Linked DNA regions of Sminthopsis crassicaudata: region 2 is linked to region 1. A link is a contact called in public Hi-C data. All regions are on one chromosome and are shown on one strand. The core of a region is the stretch at or near the end of the contact, and the rest is flanking DNA. Distances in the headings are between cores, read along the strand shown. Region 1 holds the start of LXN (latexin). Region 2 holds the start of LOC141561842.

Region 1 (3,737 bases), core at 717-3,216:
AAAACAACAACAAATCCGGAGTGCTGTTCCTTCTCATCTTCACCTTCAGCCTTCCCTGGCCCATCTGGCTCAAATCAATCTGCAGGAGGCCGAGGCCTTTTTCAGTTCCGACTCCCCTCTCTTCGCACCCCAACATTCAGGCCAGCCCATCATTAAGTACTCAGTGAATGCTTAGCACCCCACTGACTGACCAAGATAAAGTCCAGAGCCAGCAAGGGAGCCCTTGACTCCCGCTGGATGAAGTCCATCCCCGCTACTCCAAGACACAGATGGGACTTGCCCCTTCGACAGGGGGCTCTGAAAGACCAAGAGCAGAGGTCCTGAAGGCCTGGAGGACACACCTGGCCCAGTTTACAAATCCCAGGCCACTGACTTAGCTTCAATTCCTCAGAAAATTCTAGATGGCTCATTAAGAAAAAGAAAGTGGTGGTTCTGGTTCCTCAGGCCCAGCTCTTGGCCTAGTGACCTTACTTCCTTTAGTAAGTGACCTTCCCAAACTGCTTTATCAGGGAAATTCTAGAGATATTGCTTATCCGGAGCTCCACCAAAGCACCAACATTTATTTATTTTGGGGGGAGGGGCCAAGACAATCATGCAAGGTCACACAGCCAGGAACCGATAAGTGTCTGAGGCATCATTTGAACTCAGATCTTCCAGACTCCAAGGGGTGGGGGTGGGGTTCTATCCACCACCCCCAGAAAGCTCCATTACTGGACAAAGCACCTCATTTTAATCTGGGTGGGAAGCTGCCATTGGAGTACCTGCGGATCTGAGGGGGAGAATGCCAGATCTGCAGATAGATCATCATCTGCAAACTGGGAGGACAAAAGAAGCTGTGACTCAAAATTCCTAAAGGCTCCAGGCAGTTGTGGCACTGGCTCAAAGTCACAACAGGCAGAAAGCTTGGCTAGAGAACATGATGGTCCCGAACATGATGGGGGGGGGGGTAGCGGAGTCCGGGCTGAACCCGAGTGACGATGAGGCCCCCGCCGGAGCTCGGGGAGGAGGGGTCCGGGGGGCAGGGCGGTGAGGGTTTGGCTGGAATCTGCTCTTGCTGGCTCTCCTCGGCAGGATGGCCTTCTGTGCTGGCTGCCACGATTTAAGGGCACTGTCCTCCAGGGGAGGGCAGCCAGCCTGGGGAAGGAAGGGCCTGAATGGTAGAGGAGGAGACTGTGGGACGTGACAGCTGTCTTCAGGCATCCCGAGGGAGGGAGGGAGCAGACTGGTTCCAGTAAAGAGGCACAAGAATGGGAGGAAAACGCCGACCACAGTGCCGCTCGGAGTGAAAGGGGCGACCTTTGGCCGTCCCGGCGGAGGCTGGACACTAGTCAGACGGGACTCAGTCCCGGGGAATTGGCCCGTGGCTGGACTCCACTTTTAGTCCCTTTTAACTCTCAAATTCTGGGATCCTCCGAAACCCAATTTTCTTCAAGGTTCCAATCTCCCAGAAGCCAATCTTGCACCTGCTTAGCAGCCACCTGACTCCCCCCTCCCCCCATCCGTGGGGCTACTCAAGTCTAGATCTCAGAAAAATCCTCAGGGAAGGGGCTGCAAGCCCCAAGTCAGCGCCCTCCCCAGGGCGCGGGCCCGGAAACCCACAAACCACTGCCGCCAGATAGCTCCCGCTTGGGGGGCCAGCTTTCTGGGAGGGGGGGTGGGGGAGGAAGACGCAAAGGCTCCGCACAGGTGGCGAGGGAAGAGCGGGGCTGGGAGGCAAAGGGCAGGGCCCCGCCCTCCCCCGCCCTGGGCCCAGCCCCGGCCTCCGGGAGGCCCCCGCGCCACAGGAAACCGGGCCGGGCAGGAGAGCCCCGAGGGCAGAGGGAGCGGCGGCCGCGGGCCCGAGCTTCCTGCCTCCCGGAGGAGGGGAAGGGGGCGGGAGGAGGAGGAGGAGGGAAGAAGGAGAAGGAGGAGGAGGGAAAGGAGAGAAAGCCGAGGGTAGGAGGAGAACCAGGAAGGAGGGGGAGGAGGAAGGCGGGCCCGCCCCCCGTCCGAAGCCCCCGCCCCCGCCGCCCGGCAGCCAAAGGCTCGGCGCTTCTCCGAGTCTCCACACGTCTCCCCTCGCTCGCTCCGCAGCCGCTGCCCCCGCCGGCCATGGAGATCCCCCCGGAGCATTACCCCGCCGCGCGGGCCGCCACGGTGGCCGAGAACTGCATCAACTACCAGCAGGGGACCCCGCACAAGGTGTTCCTGGCGGACTTCGTCACGCAGGCCAGCCTGGAGGTGAGTGTCTCACCCGGCCCGGGCGGCCCCGCGCCTCCGGCTCGGCCAGTTAATTCATTGGAGCAGCAGGTGGAGGGCGGGCGGCGGCCGGGCCGGGGTCCCCCACGAGCCCCCTCCCGCCCAGCCCCCCTTCTCCGCAGAATTCCCACGGCTGCGACTCAGATGGCAGGAGGGCGGCCGCCGTGCCCGAACGTCCGGCCCCGGGCTACGTGGGCAGCACCCAGGGGCACCCTGCGGCGGCGGGCCGTGGGAATGCTGACGCCCCCGAGGCCGAGCCGCCCAAGTGGCCCCAAAGTGGATGGGCTCCCGGAGCCCCGCCGCTGGGCTGCGGAGGGTCCTGGGAGACCCAGCTCTGCTAGCGGGCCACAGCCAGGGGGTGGAAGAGCCCCGCTTGGCTAAGACCTGGCTAATCAAGTGAAAAATCAAGCTGCGGGCTGCCCTTCTTGTAAGGAACGCTCTCGGCCTGGCGCGGAGATGGGTCCGTTTTGTTCTCCGGCCGCAAAGCCCCCGAGCTGTCCTAAGGGGTATTTACATAGGTATTTGACACCCCTTTCCCCTTTCCCTGGGGTCCCGGCCCCCCGACAAATCCGCAGGGATTTCTCCCTTCCCCAACGGGAGAGTAAGACTGGCCTTCTCTACCTTGCTCATTCAGGACATTCCAGGAAGTGGCCATAAGTACCACCTGAAATTTTCTGTGGAAGAAATCATCCAGAAAGTAAGTAACTCCATGTTTTAATGTCATTTACTTGTAACAGCTAAAATAATCTTTGAGCCGAACATAAGGCTGCCTTTCCGGGGGACTATTTTTAAAGCCAAGGTGAAATCCTTGCCTCCTAAACACTGAAATATTAACCATATCGGAGAAGCTTTGTGGTCGGCAAATGCAAAGGCCCCATGGGAAATGGGCATTTTTGCTGCGTTATATAGAAAACAAGCCATCAATTTCACTCTGGTTTCCATTTTAGGCACCACATGACCATGGTCAATCCCATCTTGTGGCTACAATAGAACTGTCCAGCTTGGCTGGAAGTACCTTGAAGGAACTTGCTTTTTCCATAATCAGTGTTTTTTCCAATTGCTTTCCTCATTCCTGTTCTGATTTACAAGAGGCTGCAAAGAGGGGGGAGGGGAATAATCTTCCAGCTATCTACGAGATACAAAATGGCCAAATACTGTTGGACAAATATGTCAGTAATAGCAAAGATGGCAAGACGTTAAACAGGCTTGATAAAAATGTATTACTATGGCAAGGAAACAGATGTTTGGGCCATGGCCGTGATAAAGACTGATAGGAGGCAGTCAGAATTGAAGTTCTGCCTTTGGCACGAGATGTTAAATGTGAGCCAGCGATACAGGGTCTGATAGGAATTCTAATAAAAGGCATCCGAGTTGCTAGACAACCAACCACCTTTAAAACAGGATTATCCGCTGCTGCCCTCTGGTAAGGGATGAGCGATGATACTTTCAGAGGCCAATAAAAAAACGATGATGGAAAGATCTAAATGTTTGATTTTCCT
Region 2 (3,737 bases), core at 460-2,959, 130 kb before region 1:
CACCCTGGCTCCCTGGGTCCCCCAGAGGGAGACTTGCCCCCCCCCCAGGCCCCAGGCCCCCTTCAGGTCAGTTGAATGGGGATCTTGCAAGCACAAGCAGACGCGGGGGGATTTGGCAGGTCCATAGGGTAGGACGTGGGGTCTGGGGAGGTGGGGGATGGTCCTGGCTTCCCTCCTCTCTGCACCAGGCCCCCAGGTGGGCGTGGGCTGAGCGCCGGGCAGGGGCTCCAGGACCCCGGGCGGGGGCACTCACCGCTTGGATCTGGGTCTGCAGGGCCGCAGGGTTGTCGTAGCAGAAGTAGCTGCCTGCAAAGGACAAGGGCGGGCTGAAAGCTCCCCAACATGGGCCTCGGGGCTGTGGGGGGCTGTGCCTCGGGCGTGCCTCTGACAGCGAAGGGCGGCGGACTGGAGGCCTCGGACAGTGCCCAGCTCCTCCCCGCCCCCTCGCTCCAGAGTGTGCCCCTCGAGAGGCGGGGCCCCAAAGCTGCAGAAGAACCCACACATCTGGCCCTGACCCCCGACCCCCGCCCCTGGGCAGGTCCCGCCCTCCCCGAGGCTGCTCCCCCCCTCCCCCCCCCCCGCGGGAGGACCCCGAGACCGGCCCCGCCCACTTTCCGGGTCCGAGCCCCCCAGCCCCCCCATCCCCGCCTGACGCCCGGGGTCGGGGGTCCCCAGGAGGACGGCGGCCCCGGACCCACCACTCACCGAAGCCCAAGAAGCACATGAGCGTCAGCGCCAGCAGCCGGTGCGCCAGGTGGGCCGGGTCGCGGAGCGCGGCCAGCGGGGACACCCGGGCCCGGGCCCCAGGCTCGGCCCCGGGCCCGGCCTCCGAGATCTCCGGCTCCGGCTCCGGCGCCAGCAGAGCCCGCTCCCCATCACCATCCTCCTCCATGGTTCCGCGGCAGCCCTCGGGTCTCCTCCAGTCACATGACTTCTCGCTCCGGCGGTCAGGTCACGTGGCCAGATCTCTCACGTGAACGGAGCGTCAGGAGGGGAGGGGTCCCACGTGGGCGGGAGGCGGAGCCTCGCCGCCCCGCCCCAGCCTCACGGGGGCGCTGCTGCCCGGCTTGGTCATTGGCTGGCTGCTAGGTCACGTGTCAGGGCCTCGGTTTCCTCTTCTGTACAAATCGATTGACTTTTTCAATGGATGTATTTGTTTATTTTTATCCAGTTTAAATCAATAAACATTTTTGAGCGCCTACCACGTGCTGGGATACCCCGAAAAGAGAAAAGACGACCCCTGCCCTCGGGGAGCTTTCAGTCCAGCGGAGGATAAAAGGGAAGAGTCGCCCCTGAGGAGCTGGGGGCGGGATACACATTGACCGCAGGAGGGTCCCAGAATGGCCGGAAGTCAGGGCCCGCCCCTTCCCTGGGGGGGGGGGGCCTCACTTGGCTTAGCTGGAGTGGGAGACCCAAGCCTGCCTCTTCTCTTCTAGGTCTCCGCCCCACAGGAATAATGAGTGATTGATATAAGAGATAATATTCTAAAATCTATGTCTGCAAGCGCATTTGTCCCTCACAACAAATGGGTGCTGCTGTTATACCCATTTCAGAGATAGAGAAAACTGAGGCAGAGGTCACACAGCTAGTGGCGGAGGCAGGAATAACCTTTGGCTTTTCTGGATTCCTAGTCAGGTCATGGGGTCACCTGCTGACTGAGCCACCCTCTCACTTCCTATCCTTTATCACACTTGCATCAAAACGCTGGATGCAGACTCTGGAGGGAGGTCTCCTGAAGGCGCCTGGCACACAGTAGGTGCTTAATAAATGCTGCCTCGTGCCCTCCTGAGCATTTAGCTCCCCTGAGGCTCCATTTCCACCATTCGCTGCTGTTAAGATGCTCTGAGGGCCCTTGTGACCCAGTGGTTCTGTCTCAGACTCACAGCCTCGGACAGAGGCTGGACAGTGGTCGGGACCGGGATCCGCATTTGGCCGTTAGCTGCGCCGCAGCCCGCCTGACTTCTCTGACTCCCCGGCCGCTGCCCGCTCGGCTAGTTAGGGGCCAGTCCGGCTTGCCTCCATGACGTCATGCTTTAAGTGGCGGCTGTTTAGAAGCTGGCGGCGCGCGGCGCAGCGGCTGGGTGAGGGCTTCGGGTACCTGTCGGCCCTTCCCAGGAGTCCGGGCCGCGGTGCGGATGTTCTCCCCTTCCCTCAGCCCGCGGGCAGTCTCCGGCCTGGCTGCGCTCCAGACACAGATCGGTAGTCGGGATCCCAGCGTCCCAAGGCCCAGGCCGGCTGCTCCCCCACTGTGGGAGGGGGCCGACACTGAGGAGCGGGGCCTCGTCCTGAGTGCCAGGGGCCTCGTCCGGAGTGCCAGGAGCCTCCTCCCAAGTGCCAGGGGCCTCCTCCCGAGTGCCAGGGGCCTCCTCCCGAGTGCCAGGGGCCTCGTCCCGAGTGCCAGGGGCCTCCTCCCGAGTGCCAGGGGCCTCCTCCCGAGTGCCAGGGGCCTCCTCCCGAGTGCCAGGGGCCTCGTCCGGAGTGCCAGGGGCCTCGTGGTCCCACGGGAATCCGGACGAGAGACTGAGCCCAGCGGCTGCGATCCTCCCGTGCAGACAGCCGTCCGCAGCGCCGGCCACAGCGCCAGGGGGAGGACTGTGGGATAAGGGACTGGGGCTAGTGTTCTTCCACAGTTAGAAGGCTCAAAGCTCTGAGCCGCAGGAAATCAGAATTTCTTTGGGGCCCAAAGGTCGCCCGCCAGGCAAAGGCCCCGCGGAATTAGGGTCCGCTCTTAGGAGACCCTTTTTTGTATGTTCTTCTGTTTCAGACACTCCTGTGGAGACCTTCACACTAAAGGAGCTTTGCTGCTTTTGTGGAACCGTACGAGAAAGAACGGACTTTCCAAGCGAAGCAGAAGAGCGGAAGCAGAGGCCGCGGGTGGTCTTGGCCGAATTCCACCCTCCACTAGGCGGGCGGCGTCTCGCGCCTCCACCGGGAACTTGGAAGGGAGAAGTTTGGATCGGGTGCTGGAAAAGAGCCGGTTCCGGCTTTCTTGGCGGGAAGCATCTTGGCCCTCCGGGCGGCTCCCACCCTGCCGTCTCCCCGGCTGACTTCTCCGCGGTTTTCTGTCCCGGGGGAACCGCTTGTGGGATCTCCCAAGTCCCTGCACGTCGGGGCAGTTCTGCAGGTGGGAGCCGCACCGGGTGCCCTCCACGACCCTTTCACGGCTCCATCTCTAGGACGCTGTGCGTTGTACCGGGCCTGACAGCACCTCCGGGACATCCACGCCCAGGAGAGTTACAGCCGTCACTTACGTTCTTGATGCAGAGGCGCGGGCTTGGAGACGAGCCCGCAGAGCATCCCCTGCAGCAGGGCTTCCTCGCCCTTTCTTGTTGGAGGATCAGCACCGACGTGGTTTTGCCAGAGGAGGTCACTCTCGTCCCACCCGGCCCAGACATCCCCACGGAAGCCTTTTATTAATTTCTCCCTTCTGTTCCCATATTTGGAGACAACAGTCTTCTTAAAAGACCACCTCCCGGGGTCTCAAGATAAAACAGCCGCGTTTCCCACGAGCCCAGGTTGCTGCAAACCTCAAGAACGAGACGCGGAATGGAAGAGGGCGATTTGTAAGGACAAAGGAAATGAATCCAGTGTGTCCAATAGGAGTCAGAGCGTATGTTTCGTTTTGATCTGGTAACAGAGATCGGTTAAATTAAGAACAAGATTTATGAATGATGTGACCTAAAATATAACCACATGGTGTCTGATTTATATAAACGTTAAAGGCTCTAATGAAACTT

The links. Hi-C and Micro-C count contacts between places; a contact is called where the count stands out from the background.
Region 2: a contact with region 1 is called in a Hi-C map of fibroblasts, with 4 times the contacts expected there. The contact joins the promoter of LOC141561842 here to the promoter of LXN in region 1. A contact is called at or near these places in 2 of 2 Hi-C or Micro-C datasets (fibroblasts and hippocampus).

The regions. Positions count from the first base shown.
Region 1 is chr3:16,362,912-16,366,648 of ASM4859323v1, reverse strand. It overlaps LXN (latexin), which reads left to right and starts at 1,966. Exons shown (of 6, transcript XM_074298083.1): 1 at 1,966-2,220; 2 at 2,873-2,935. The coding sequence starts at 2,092. The region is part of intron 13 of GFM1 (G elongation factor mitochondrial 1); the gene reads right to left.
Region 2 is chr3:16,495,044-16,498,780 of ASM4859323v1, reverse strand. It overlaps LOC141561842, which reads left to right and starts at 1,709. Exons shown (of 3, transcript XM_074301944.1): 1 at 1,709-1,752; 2 at 2,039-2,199; 3 at 2,765-3,737. The coding sequence starts at 1,709. The coding sequence ends at 3,417. It overlaps MFSD1 (major facilitator superfamily domain containing 1), which reads right to left and starts at 974. Exons shown (of 16, transcript XM_074298084.1): 1 at 706-974; 2 at 254-306. The coding sequence starts at 892.